Regions from separate parts of the Triticum aestivum genome. Here regions 2 and 3 are each linked to region 1. A link is a contact called in public Hi-C data. All regions are on one chromosome and are shown on one strand. The core of a region is the stretch at or near the end of the contact, and the rest is flanking DNA. Distances in the headings are between cores, read along the strand shown.

The links. A called contact is a pair of places that touch in the nucleus more often than the background predicts.
Region 2: a contact with region 1 is called in a Hi-C map of leaf, with 2.6 times the contacts expected there. The contact joins the promoter of LOC123191338 here to the promoter of LOC123191327 in region 1. A contact is called at or near these places in 2 of 5 Hi-C or Micro-C datasets (both in leaf).
Region 3: a contact with region 1 is called in a Hi-C map of leaf, with 3 times the contacts expected there. The contact joins the enhancer-like site here to the promoter of LOC123191327 in region 1. A contact is called at or near these places in 2 of 5 Hi-C or Micro-C datasets (both in leaf).

The regions. Positions count from the first base shown.
Region 1 is chr1A:85,253,308-85,258,003 of IWGSC CS RefSeq v2.1, reverse strand. It overlaps LOC123191327 (transport inhibitor response 1-like protein Os05g0150500), which reads left to right and starts at 2,453. Exons shown (of 3, transcript XM_044604116.1): 1 at 2,453-3,122. The coding sequence starts at 2,614.
Region 2 is chr1A:86,133,081-86,137,776 of IWGSC CS RefSeq v2.1, reverse strand. LOC123191338 (ATP-dependent DNA helicase Q-like SIM) reads left to right here and starts at 2,424. Exons shown (of 16, transcript XM_044604122.1): 1 at 2,424-2,670; 2 at 2,868-3,550; 3 at 3,642-3,861; 4 at 3,937-4,047; 5 at 4,250-4,439. The coding sequence starts at 2,992.
Region 3 is chr1A:86,112,617-86,117,312 of IWGSC CS RefSeq v2.1, reverse strand. No RefSeq gene overlaps it. Among protein-coding and RNA genes, the nearest start is that of LOC123191338, 20 kb to the left of the region's middle. Within about 2 kb of position 2,017, at least 6 of the 8 cell types and tissues checked have an H3K27ac peak or open chromatin away from gene starts, as enhancers often do. A contact at or near this core is called in leaf, where this site is marked.

The DNA.
Region 1 (4,696 bases), core at 1,204-3,703:
TCTTCTACAAGGTATGTTTGTTTGTAAAAGCTTGTCAAACATCTATTGGCAAAAAAAAGCTTGTAAGAGCATCTACATCCACGTATGGCATTTTCGGCCCCTCAAATGCCCGTGGACGCACCCACGGATGGTGATCGGGCATACCTCAAATTTCAATTGTTGCATTCGGACATCTCATACTCGATTCTTATATCCATATAAAGACATGCAAAATGAAGTAGAACCTACATACTACGTCGGAGATCACGACGATCTTCATGCCCGGCTTGGGCAGCATGGACGGCAGCTGCAGCTCCGGCCTCCTCCGCCTCTATCTCCGCGTCGAGTTCGGCAAAGAGCGCGTTGGACTCCGTCTGCTCCCGCCGAAGGAACATCCGATTGGCCTCCACACAGGGCTCATCCTGGATGGACTCCAAGATGGCCTGCTACCCGACCATCTCGTTGGACTGGGCGACGGCGAACTTCGCCTCCGCCTGTTCCATGTTGAAGGCCGACAGCTGCTGGTCCGGTTCTTCTGGCTCTTCCGCCTCCCCCACCTCCATCGGAGGCATCGCCCCCTCCTCCTTTTCCCCTGTCTACTCCTCCTCCTCCTTCGGCTCCGGCCAGTCCAGAGGCAGGCCGACAACAATGAGGGTGGCGCGCGCGGCTTGCCTCGCCCGAATCTCATGATGGATCTCATAGCGGTGCTTCGGTATCAGCATGGCGTAGTAGGTGATCTTGCTTCGGACCATGGCGGAGTGCCGGAGCGCGGGCGCAGCATCCGACCTTGGGCAGAGCGCCGGAGCGGGAGAGGGAGGAGCTGGATGGGCTCGAACTGGCGATGCAGAGAGGGAGAATGGGGTGGGTTAGGGTTGTGGGATGTAGGCCGACTTAAATAGCCGAATTTGATCTTGGGCGGCGAGCCGAAGCGGCGCCACGCGACGTTCACACCGCGGCATTCGTCAGACCGTCGGGTTTCCAGGCGTTTCCGCATGGGACCCCACCGTCAGACCGACGTGGCGGACGTGCCCGGACGCCTCATATCCGCCCCATATTTAGGCTTGATATGAGGGTGCCGGTCTGCCCGGGCGTTTGAGGGCCATTTAAGAGGCCCGTTTGGGTCAAAAAATCATGATCGCGCGGTCTGTCCGGATGTTTGAGATGGGTTTAGGGGTCCGGTTGTAGATGCTCTTATCGTGCACAGTTCGTCCAACTATTGTGGTTGTCTGTTTAGCAACGTTGGGGCTGTTTGGATTGTGACTATCTTTGCCATATATTGCCACATGATTTTTGCCACACTTGCCTTAGTTGAGTTGCTCAAATTGTTAGCCACACTTTGGCTTGTCTAAAGAAATCTTGCCACACTTTTTATATCTATGACATGTGAGGTTCACCGCTCATAAAAAAATCCTTGCCTTAGGTGTAGCTAAAACCAAACACCTACCTAATTTGATCAAAATTACCTAAGATTAGGTGTGACTGAGAACTAAGGCCCTGTTTGGTTCATAAGTCCTAGGACTTTTTCTAGTCCTAACTAAAAAGTCCCTAGTCCCTAAAAAGTCCCTCTCTGTTTGTTTCCAGGGACTAAAAAGTCCCTAGTCCCTCTCTACAGGTTATTAAATGACCATGTTACCCCTAGTATATAGAAAAATAACAATCAAACAATATTATGGGGTGGCGGGCCAATGGGTGTATGCAGGGGCATTGTTGAAAAAGTCTCAAAAAGTCCCCAAAAGACTCTCCTTAAGAGTCTTCTCCATTTAGTCCCAAAAAGCAACTTTTAGTCCCTAGTAGTCCCTCCCGTTTGATTAAAAAGTCTAAGAGGGACTTTTTTAGTCCCTACACCAAAAAGTCATTGGAAACAAACACCCCCTGTTCATTTAGTCCCCAAAAGCAACTTTTAGTCCCTAGTAGTCTCTTCCGTTTAATTAAAAAAATTTAAGAGAGACTTTTTTTAGTTCCTACACCAAAAAGTCCTTGGAAACAAACACCCCTAAACAGCCCCGTTCATTTCAAAGGAACAACAGCCCCGTTCATTTCAAAGGAACACCGTCCGCCACAAACCACTCCGCACAGAATCCAGCGTCCACGTCCCAAATCCCCAAAAAACCCAAGCTGAAACAAGCGCCTCAATCCTACCATCAGTTCCATCACTGTTCATTCCCTCTTCATGCTCGCTCGCTCGCCCCTAGCTCAGCACACAGCAGTAAAAGAATAGTTCTTTTCTCCCTCCAAACAAATAAATCTGAAACAGTGAGAACTAAACCTGAAATACATTACAGAAAATATAGAAAATGTCCTCTATCTAAAAGAAAACAAAAGGACAACGACAGTGCACACTCACTCCTCTCTCTCTCACTGTCTATCTAAAGAAAATAAAATGGAAATCTCCTTCTAAAAAAATGAAAATAGAAAAGCAAGGAGAGAGAGAAAGAGAGGTGAGGGTGAGAGGAGAGAAGTAGAGAGAAGACCAGGGGGGAGAGCAGAGACAGAAGAGAGAGCCAGCAGCCTCTCTCTCCACCCCTCCTCTCCAGATGCTCTCCCTGCCGCCGCCGCCGCCTCCCCGCGCGCTCCACCGGCCCGCCCCAGCCGCCGGGTAGCCAGCCCGGGCCACCGACGGCCCGCGCCGCCCCGATGGGCCGCGGCGGCGCGCGCGACGGCGCCGGCCCCGCCGCGGCCGCCGCGCCCCCCTGGCACTCGCTCCCGGACGAGGTCCTGGAGCACGCCTTCTCCTTCCTCCCCGCCGCCGCCGACCGCGGCGCCGCGGCGGCCGTCTGCCACGGCTGGCTCGGGGCCGAGCGCCGCTCCCGGCGCCGCCTCGCCGTCGCCAACTGCTACGCCGCCGCACCGCGCGACGCCGTCGACCGCTTCCCCTCCGTCCGCGCCGCCGAGGTCAAGGGCAAGCCCCACTTCGCGGACTTCGGGCTCGTCCCGCCCGCCTGGGGCGCCGAGGCCGCGCCCTGGGTCGCCGCCGCCGCCGAAGGCTGGCCGCTTCTCGAGGAGCTCAGCTTCAAGCGCATGGTCGTCACCGACGAGTGCCTGGAGATGATCGCCTCCTCCTTCCGGAACTTCCAGGTCCTGCGCCTCGTCTCATGCGAGGGATTCAGCACCGCCGGCCTCGCCGCCATTACCGAAGGTTGCAGGTGAGGCCCCGACTTTGGCGGTCAAGCTTTGAGCTAAGACGGGAGATTTGGGCGCTTCTTTGCTTCCTTCTCTTGCAGATTTGAGCCTTGTTCGGTCATTTGAGCTTTCGGTTTTTGTGATCTAACTAGTTCTTGGTTCGGCTAAAATGATTACATTTTCTCTGCTTTTCCTCAAAATGGTTCAACGATTTTGAACTAAACAACTGATTTTCTTGTGTGCGTATCATTTGGTACTTCTTTGAAATAGATGCAAGTTTCAGTTAAGATTTGATCTACTCCTAGTTTAAGTGTGAAAGGATTTGATCTATTCGAAGGAGGTGCTATTGTTATTTCTCTCCTAATACGCTCAAGTGTGTTCTTGTGCTAGTCAAACGAGTGTCATGTCTTTCAAAGCTTTGAACTGTGATTTGCAAACTAGCCTTCATCCTGTTCTCCAGAAGCTTTGGCCCATGTTTGATTGCATTGTGTGAGCATGACCTCTGGTGAACGGATCTGTGGGATTGGCAGACGATATATATCTATCTGTGTACCAATGATGGATGCATCCCTTTTTCTCTTTTTGCCAAAAGGATGGAATTATTTCTAGTTTAATTAAAACCAATCAGATGCGCCTTTACTTAAAAAAATGTATACCCCCACGTCATGAGCCCGAGGCACCGGATCTCGCTTGAATTGTTCTCCTTTCAATTTTTCAGTTACCTTCGCGTGTGTTTGTGGACTTGCCCTCCTGATTTGAGCTTCTAGATTCTAAAGAAACATGTCTTTAGCATGTTCTGAAGATATGGATCCCCATTTCTGTGGTTTTCCCCTTTTTTTGGGGGATTCTCAAGGGAGAATGTGATATTTGCTCCAGTGCTCATAATGCCTGCATATAATGGATTAGTGAAACAAGCAACTTTGATCCCTTCCTTTGTATAGTCTGATTAGTTGAGCTTGCGGGAATCCCTTAGACAGAAAGTAGGAATTTATAAGATCCGTACCTTTTAAAAAGGAACTTGAAGGATTTGGTACGTAGGAATTTGGATAGAAATCCATAGTACTTAATGTGCACTACCAGTACTGTTTTGATAGTTTTGAGTGATAGGAAAGTATTAAGCTGTGAGGAAAGGCTAATGATGTTTGATCAGCTTTTGATACTATTGTGTTATCCTGTGCAAACATAGAAGAGAGTCTGCAGTAACTGAATGTGCATTGTTTATATTCTAATCTGATGCCATATATGCAGGTGCATAACAAATCATTAGACTGAACCTTGGTAATACAGATTGTTGTAATCAGTACTGTTTATCGACTATCGTCGAGAAAGAGAGTACAGATACATTTTTTTTCTCGTCGAGAAAGAGAGTACAGATACATTTTTTTCTATCTGAAAAACAAACGCTACATTCACTTGTGAGTGTTCTGTCGATTCTTGGACCTACTATTCAGTTGTCCTTGAGCTTTTCTCACGTCTTTGTCCTAGAAATTTTTGACTACATAGATGTGAGTGCGCACACTTTGTATCATTTGGACTGGACATGACATGGTAATGCAATTTAGTTTGTTAGAAGCACTTTCCTTGTTCTTGTTTTGAT
Region 2 (4,696 bases), core at 1,175-3,674, 880 kb before region 1:
TATTTTGATACGAAGGGAGTAAAAAACATTCAATTATGGGATGAACTACTGGAATGAATTGCAATGCACGGGTAAATTATCCAGTCACTACAAAAGAAGATAAGAGTGACATTCTTTTTAGAATCGAGTGACATTTTTTTGAGATAGAGAATCGAGTGACATTTAGGCCAACTCCACCGCACGACCCCATCCTGTCTGCGCGCGTCCGTTTGGGGTAAAACGGACGAATAGCGCGGCCCAGCGTGCCGCCTGAAACAGACAAATGTCCGGATTCCGTCCGTTTTCGACCCATCTCGACGCGTGCGGACGGCCTGGACGCATGCCCTTGTCCCCCCGTGGCCCGCCTGTCGGGGACACTAGCAGTCCCTCCATTCCCAACACTTTCACCCTCCGCCGGCGCCGCCGCTATTCTCCGGCCGCTTCCTCACCGCGCAGCCCCCGACCGTCCCTACCAAACCATGTCTCGACATGGCCACTACCACGCCCGCGCTTTGGCCGTAGTTTTGGCCGTCGATCGGAGGTTTGGCCGTCGCCGTCTTTGTCGGTCACAGAGGGGAGACGACCGCCGGCGACGTACCACGGCGGCCTCGGCAGCTTCCGACGAGAGCTCCAGAGCGGCCAGTAGCCGGCCGGCAACCACCCCTGCCGCGTTGAGGTGATCATCGCGGCCTCTTCGCCACCACGACTGCAAGATATTCGGCATTTTGCCCATAAAGGTATGGACAGTGGAGACGAGTTTTTCTTCCATCACTTCCTTTGTTCATCGGATAATTCATCGTCGGATGATGAAGATCTTGTGGTGGCTGCACTGGTCGTTCACGACCACATTCAACGGTAGCTTCCTCGGTACAGGGGGTCAGTCCCTAGTTGTGCTCCCAACCTGAACCGCAACAGGGAGAGAGGCCACGCCCTGCTCTATGCTGATTACTTTGCCAACACCCCGCTCTTCAAGCCGGATAAATTCCGCCGCCGTTTTCGAATGGCAAGGCATGTGTTTAATCATATCCGAGAGGGAGTGGTTGCTCATGGCCCATACTTCGAGTGCAAGACGGATGCCCTGGGCAAGCTTGGATTCTCCTCTTACCAGAAATGCACCGCGGCCATCCGCATGCTTGCATATGTAATTTCAAGCGATCTGGTGGATGAGTATGTCCGTATGAGTGAGACAACATGTCTGATGTCAATGTCTAAGTTTTGCCAGGCGTGATCGAGGTGTTTGGCCCAAAGTACTTGAGGCAGCCAACTGCCGCTGATACAGAGAGATTGTTGGCGACCAATGCAGCTAGAGGCTTTCCAGGCATGCTTGGTTGTATAGATTGTATGCACTGAGAGTGGAAGAACTGTCCATTTGCTTGGCAGGGCCAGTACAAGGGGCATGTCAACGGGTGCACTATCATATTAGAAGCGGTGGCATTGCAGGATCTTTGGATATGACATTCTTTCTTCGACATGGCAGGTTCTCACAATGATATCAACGTGCTGCAGCGTTCTCCAGTCTTCGCGAGGCTTGCAGAAGGCCACTTCCCACCTGTCAACTTTGAGATCAATGGCCACCAGTACAACAAGGGATACTATCTAGCAGATGGTATATATCCTCAGTGGTCAACTTTTGTGAAAACAATCTCGAAACCCCAAGGTGAGAAGAGAAAGAGATTTGCCCAAATGCAAGAGAGTGTTAGAAATGATATGGAACGTGCTTTTGGTGTACTTCAATCCCGGTGGGGTATCGTTCGAAACCCTGCACTGTCATGGGATGAAAGGAAGCTTTGAGAGGTGATGACTGCTTGTGTGATCATGCATAACATGATCGTCAAGGACGAGCGTGATGAGAGTATCTTCGACCAAGGATTTGATTATCAAGGTGAAAATATTGAGCCCCTGCACCAAGACCCGGCCACATTTAAACATTTTGCCCAATTCCATCGTGAGATGCGTGATTGACACTCATTTGAATCTTCAAAATGACTTGATTGAGCACGTGTGTGATCACATTGGCAACCAATAGATGTATTGGTCCATTTTATGTTCAGTTACGACAATTTCGATTTGGTTGTAAAATTATTATAATTTTCAGACAAATATTTGGGTTGTAAAACTAGTTTTGATGAAAATATAGGCATTTTGGCCTTGACGGACTGGATGGGACAAAGGGATGGGGCCGCGCGCTGGGCGCACGGCCACCGCATCCCAGGACACGTCCGGACACGACTCCATCGCCATATCCAAACGTACAGAATCCGGACAAAACGGACGTCCGTTTGAGGTCGCGCGGTGGAGTTGGCCTTATAAGGGGTACGCTATAGCAAGTGATCTTCACACTTTTCTGGGCCTCGCATGTCATTTGGGGTCATGTTTTGCAAGCCTGGCCTAAACCCAGCCCGGCCCAGACAATACCCAAGTCTTGCGGGTGAGCCTGAAAAGTTCTTCTAATCGGAACCGCGTGTCTCCCTCGCTCGCGCGCCGTCCCGTTGGTCCCAGTCCCACATGGCAGCCACGGCCCTCGAACGAAACTCCAGGCTTCTGCCGCATTCTCTCCCGTGATTCGAAACCAAAACCCTCGCCGTCCCATTCCCCTCCCTCTCCGGAGCTGCGAGCAGAGGGCGGCGGCGGCGTGAGGCGGAGGGCGCGGAACGAATTGGGGATCCTGCACCGAGGAGCCCGATTCCACAGGTAAATCCTCGCCGTTTCTTCTCGCCGGTCCCGCCCTGTTCGATCCGACCCTAGCCGCTCCACCCAATTCGGTTCTAGTTCGAACCGAGAACCCCGCGTACGGCGACTGCTCTCCTCGCCCATCTAAACCGGAATTAGGGGCAGCGCCAAGCAATTGCATGGAAATTAATCGCCGCCGCGTTCTGTTTTATTGACAGGTCAACCCAGGCGAACTATTCACCATCGTGCAGCTTAGCACCGAACCTCGACCTCAAGGATCTGCTGTTCTTCAGCAAGTGAGCACCGAGCTTGGTTTGGAAGCACAGCTCACTGGTTCTGATCATGGATGCCAATTCTGCCGGCACTGATGTATCTGCTGATCATGTCATTGCCGAGTTGCTTGAGATGGGGTTCGAGTTCGACAAGATCAGTGAAGCCATCGGTGTTGTCGGTCCGTGCCGTGCTGACGTGGTGGAGTTTGTGCTGAATGGTTCTGGTAGTGCACAAAGAAAGCCAGGTGGGGGGTCGCAAAGACGCTCTTCTGACAGGAGTGCTAGACTGGCTAATCCCAGGGGGAAATTTAAGCAGTCTAGCATTACTGATCATATCGCGTCAACCACTGGCAGTAAAACCGAGTCTTGTGGCGAGGAGCCAAGTACCTCATATTCTTGTTTAGCGGCCAACATGAACCCTGCATCGACTGCTGCTCTCTGTTTTCAACCAAAGCCAAAACATCAGACTTTGGTTGATGATCCTAGAGGCGAGTTTGACCGGACCGACAAAATTTGTGCTGTTTTGCAAAAGCATTTTGGATTCTCCTGTGTGAAGAGTTTCCAAAAGGAAGCCTTGGATGCTTGGTTTGCTCACAAGGATTGTCTTGTTCTAGCAGCAACTGGATCAGGTAGTTTATTATTATACAATCTCTATATTGTTATGCAAGGTTTGAGGCACCTGTAATAAAATAAATGATGTGAAAATGACCATGTTGGCAGGGAAGTCACTTTGCTTTCAGATTCCAGCTCTTTTGACTACGAAGGTTGTGGTGGTGATCTCACCCTTGATTAGTTTGATGCACGACCAGTGCCTAAAACTTGCAAAACATGGGATATCAGCATGCTTCCTTGGATCAGGGCAACCAGATAATCGTGTTGAGGGCAAAGCCATGGCTGGCATGTATAAGATTATTTATGTTTGCCCCGAGACAGTTTTAAGGTAATCATTCTGCTTTTGATTGCTAAAATTGATTCATTGGTCATCATGCTTACTCGGGAAGTTCTGTACATGCAGACTGATGGAACCATTGAAGAAACTTGCAGAAAAACCAGGGATCGCACTTTTTGCCATTGACGAGGTTCATTGTGTTTCTAAATGGGGTCATGATTTCCGACCTGATTATAGGTCTGCTCTTGTATTCGATATCCTATATTAAAGGTGCAAATCAGTATCTAGCACTGTTTTTCATCATTACTTGTTAGTTTGTGACCTGCACTTCAGTGAGATAATATTTGGTTTGGTACTTAAGAACCAACTAGACTCTTCTATGTTCTTGCAGTGTTTTACAGCTCTAGTATTTAAGTAAACATTATCTCCCCCCCTACAGGAAACTGTCTGTGCTTCGACAAAATTTCTGTTCCAGCAAATTGAAGTTCTTGGAACATGATATTCCTTTGATGGCATTGACTGCTACTGCAACTCTCCCTGTACGAGAAGACATTCTCAAGTCCTTGAAAATGTCAGAACTTACAGTGGTTGTCTTGACGTCCTTTTTCCGACAAAACCTTCGATTTAATGTGAGTAAATCTTTTTATTTTTTCATGTTCTGTCCAGAGGATTACATTGTGGTATGCTGTGTCAAACTGTAGAGTTGGAATCCCCTTGATCTTACTAACCACTAAAATACATGCAAGAGAATTTAATGGTTGGGATGTAAAATTGTGTTGGTATATCTAATAACAAATGGTTTGGTGTTCATAGCCATAGATGGACATCTGAATGTGCATTCGCTTATGTCTTAATTACTAGGATCCAAATACCTTCATTTCCTGTA
Region 3 (4,696 bases), core at 768-3,267, 860 kb before region 1:
CACACATTATCGGAGAGGCATCAATGGAGGTGGTGAACCCCATCCGAGGTGTTGTCTAGATTGAATCTGGTGGTTCTGGACTCTGCGGCGGCTGGATCAATATTTCGTCGACTCCCCTAGGGTTTTTGGAATACCGGGGTATTTATAGAGCAAAGGGGCGGTCCGGGGGCACCTGAGGTGGGCACAACTCACCAGGGCGCGCCTGGGCCTCCTGGTGCGCCCTAGTGGGTTGTGCTCTGTTCGGAGCACCCCTCAGGTGCAGCTAGGGCCTATTATGTTCTTTCAGGTCCAAAAAAAATCTCCGTAAAGTTTCTTTGTGTTTGGACTCCGTTTGATATTGATTTTCTGAGATGTAAAAAACATGGAAAAAAAGCAACTGGCACCTGGCACTATGCCAATAGGTTAGTACCAAAAAATGATTATAAAACATTCAAGATTGATAATATAACAACATGGAACAATAAATTATAGATACGTTGAAGACGTATCAGAGCCCAAGCCGGAGCCGGAGCCGTCGCTGACACGGAAGCGCTCCCCGCCTCCACCCACTTGGCCGGAGGAGGCATACTCGTGGACAGGCCAGTACCGCGAGTGGGCGAGCGCGCCTCCTGTCCACGTCATCGACGCAGGAGGCGGCCCACCTTGAGCGCTGGAAGGCGCACTGGTTCCGCCAGAAGCAGGTCGACGGCGAGCGGCAGATGCGCTATGAGGCGATGCTCCATCGCAACGTGGAGGCGCTCCGGCTCGAGGAGGAGGAGCGCCCGCGGCTAGCCGCAATGCCGCAGTCCCAACAGACGCCGAAGGAGGCTGCCCTGGCAGCATACTAGGCGGCGTTCGGGTGGGCTGGCCCTGTTCCCGTCTTCATCGACCTCACCGGCGGCGATGGCGACGGCGGCGTCAACATCAAAGGCAAGGGCAAGACCGATGATGTCTAGGGCAGCGTGCGGGGCGACACAGACTTTTTTTTAATGTTTTAATTAATGTTTAATTAGATTTAAGTGGACTTTGACCAGCGGTTGACAGGCCATTTGTGTTCATTTTGTGTGAGCTGTTTTCTTTTCAACGCCGGCACATTTAGGTCAGTCTCTTGTTGGGCGGTCAAGTCGACCCATTTTGAGAATGCGGACGCGTATATCCGCATGACCAATCCAAACGAATAAAAAACAGACAAAACACGTCCGTTTGGATCGCTCCGTTGGAGTTGCTCTTAGGATCCACCTTCATTTTTCCTGCCGACGAAACAGATATACTAGGAGTAGATGGAGAGGTGAACATTCTCTTTGTTTTATCAATCACATTGGCAAGGTGGCCGGCTGGAAGACGATGCAACGGGCGACACGGCAGCAGCAAAGACCAAGCCGCATGTGCGCGCGCGTGCATCATCAGCCTATTGCTGTACGTCTCCCCTCCTCCCCCCGAGGGCCACGCATCATTCATCGCCATCTAGTACTACGAGGGAGAGCAGGAAAAAGAAAGAGGATAAGAAAAGAGGAAAAGCCGGACGCGTCGATGATGTTTTCGGGAAGGCAGGCCTGAAAAAGGGAGCCGGCCCACCGCGTCAGGGGGCCAAAGCGGAGAAAAGCAGACGAGCGGGCAGGGGTGACGTCACCGGGGGCGCTCCGGTCATTTGGGCTGCCAAATGATTTGGTCAATCGGATCTGGACAGCCGGGCCCACCTCCCCTATCCTCGCATCATGCATGCCACCCTCTCCTCTCTCTGCTTTCTTTTCTTTTCTTTCTTCTCCCTGTCATTATTTTGTGAAAGTGCGGGCTGGAAAAAAGGAATTCCGTGTGAATTCAAATGCTCCTGCTGAAAGGTACACGAGCGCTAGATGTTTTTCTCCGATCCAATGGAGAATAAGTAGTTTCGGGTGAGATTCATGTGACAAGGAAAAGAGAAGATTGAAAAAGGAGTAAGCGATAAGCATCATGAGACGTGAGGAGTTATGATGCATGCATTGCGCAGGAGAGGTGAGATGAGATGATACGGAGGTGCAGCGTACCCAAGCAAGCACACAGGCACAGGAGCGGGCAGGCCTGCTGGCTGCTGGGGCTGGCTCCCTGTAGCCCTTTTTGCCGGCCAAGGAAATTGGGGGAAGGGGAGGGACCTCCCCATGAAAAGAGTAGATTGCACTGCCACTGCGGCAGCAGCAGCAGGATGTCATCCAACTTCATCATCATCTGTCTATGTGGGGATCTATCTAACAACCGGTTTAGGGATTTGGGTTAGGGAATGCGTCCGAATGATTCAAGCTTTTTTAGGAGCATAATGGAGGTTTTTTTGGTGTGTTAGAAAGAAAGAAACCCTATGATGATGGCAGCTCTTTCGTGGATGCTTCTTCTTCATGCATTTTGTTCTAGTAAATCATTTGAGCCGTCGGTGCTAGGGTTTGACATGAGGAGTTTGAACCATATGACGGTGAATATAACAGATACCAATTAGAGACGAAGTTCATGCTACACCACCGCTGGTGGAATCATTAGACCAAACAAGAAGTGGGGTGTTTCGGGTAAGTGCTGATTAGGACATCTGGTTCACATGTAGTACACTTTGTTGGTTTGCTTGGATCTTGACGGAGGCCACATCCTACAAGTTCTAGAAAGTTGTGAAAAAGTACCACACACGTCTACATAGAAGAATGATAGGGGCATCGACATATCTTCCGTGTCAATTTTGGCTAGAAGATAGACCATATGTGGGTTGTACAGAACACATGGTGAATTAGTACAGAACACACGGTGAAACAAGATCTGTTGTTTCTTTCCCTAAGCCGCTGCCGGGTCGTCCCCTTATATACACGGGTTGACGCCCTGCGGTCTACAGAGTCCCGGACGGCTCATACAACGTGTCCGGCTCGGTGACGTCTTTTACATGCCTTACTTTACAAGTCTTATCGTACATGGCGGTTTATACTCATGGACCTTAAGCCGCCTCCGGGCATCGGCCTACTACAACCTTATCATAAGCCGTCACTTTGTATATTCTTCGGGCTTCCTTTAGTTAATCTGCCATTGCTATTGACCCGACCCCTTCTAGGCGGGTCATACCTGGTAGTTATATCCCCAACATTAGGCTCCAGGTTGATTTGAACTTTGTTCTCGTCAATCTTCAATATTTAGAAAAAATCCATCTATTACTGTTTTGCGAAAGCTTTGTAACCCGCCATGACGTCATCTTCGGATTTTTCGAAAACCCGCCACCACGTCATCTTTTAACGGATCTTTATCTTTAATGCCTTCCCTAAAATCGAGGCGCCTGGGTAGCTGGATAACCATGTTTTGGTCTCCTTGTTTTTCGCGCCCACTTATCAGTCTTCTCCTTATAAATAGGCACGACTGGCTTTTCTTCATTCTCCCCCTTTTCCATCATCTTCTTCCTCTCTCGCAACCCTTCTATCGCTCGAGCTCCGCCGCCGCCGCAACGCTCATCGTCGTCCTCAAGCTCGGCCGCTGCATCCCCCTGAGCTGTCCAGAGAAACGACGACGACCCTCCGCAACAGACCTGCATCCGTAAGTTCTTGCTTTCTCACACCTTAGATCTGCATTAGGGTTTGCGAGTTCTTTCCATGTTCTTCGCTATTCATTGCGGATTCCTTGCAGTTTCTCCACCGCACCCTCCTTTGATCTAAAAGAAGTATAAAACCTATGCGGTAGTTGTTTTGCATCCATTTCAGATGCTAGCAGATCCCTTTCTCCTGTCCAAAGGCCTCTTTAGAACTGACGAACTCCTCTGTGCTGGTTTTCAGGTCTAGATTTATTTCCCTTTTTGAACCATCTTGATCTAAAATAATAGCAACAACTTGTGAAACTTGTTTATCTTAGCACTTAGCCAATTCTGACTCAGGCAACCTTTGAATATCTTTAGTCATGGCGGCTTATGACTCCGTCTCAGTTTTCCTTTATATATCATTAGCCCTTACTTAAGCCGCCATTACTCATCTGTACTATAATCATTAACCTGTAACTCCACCAATAATTTGAACCGACAAATTACTTTCTTTTCAGCTTGCCCTATTTTCATCATGCCGTCAAAAGCGCCAACAATATGCAACTGGGTCCCTTACACAATTACTGAGGATACCTTGAAAGAATTTGTCACCATTGGATTTTTGCCAGAGAAAAACATTATGTCTTATCGTGCCCCTGACCCGGACGAAGAATGGCCTCAGCCCAAAGATGATGAAGTTATCATTTTTACTGACCACATGAATCGGGGTTTTTCACCACCCGGCTCAAAGTTCTTCAGAGAAGTTCTGCATTTTTTCAAACTTCATCCACAAGATCTTGGACCCAACTCCATATCCAATATTTGCAATTTTCAAGTTCTCTGCGAGGTATATCTTCAAGAAGAACCGACCGTGGAGCTCTTCAGAGAGTACTTTTATTTGAACCACTAGAATGAGTGCACCAATGGCCCTAGCTTGGAACTTGGCGGAATCTCGATTTAACGCGGACAGGGTGCTGTCTTTCCTTTAGTGGTCTTACCAAGCCATCCCAAAGATTGGAACCAAACTTGGTTCTACTGCAAGATATTTCACCAGCTGATGAAAAACCACTGCCTGGTTATCACGCGGATCGTCTTGATTCTAAGTTTGTGCTCCCTAACAAGCTTACTGCTGCTGAACGCAAGAAGCTTATCCCATCTATCAAAAGGATTCAATCTTTATTGGGAAATGGCTTAACTGGAGTTGACCTG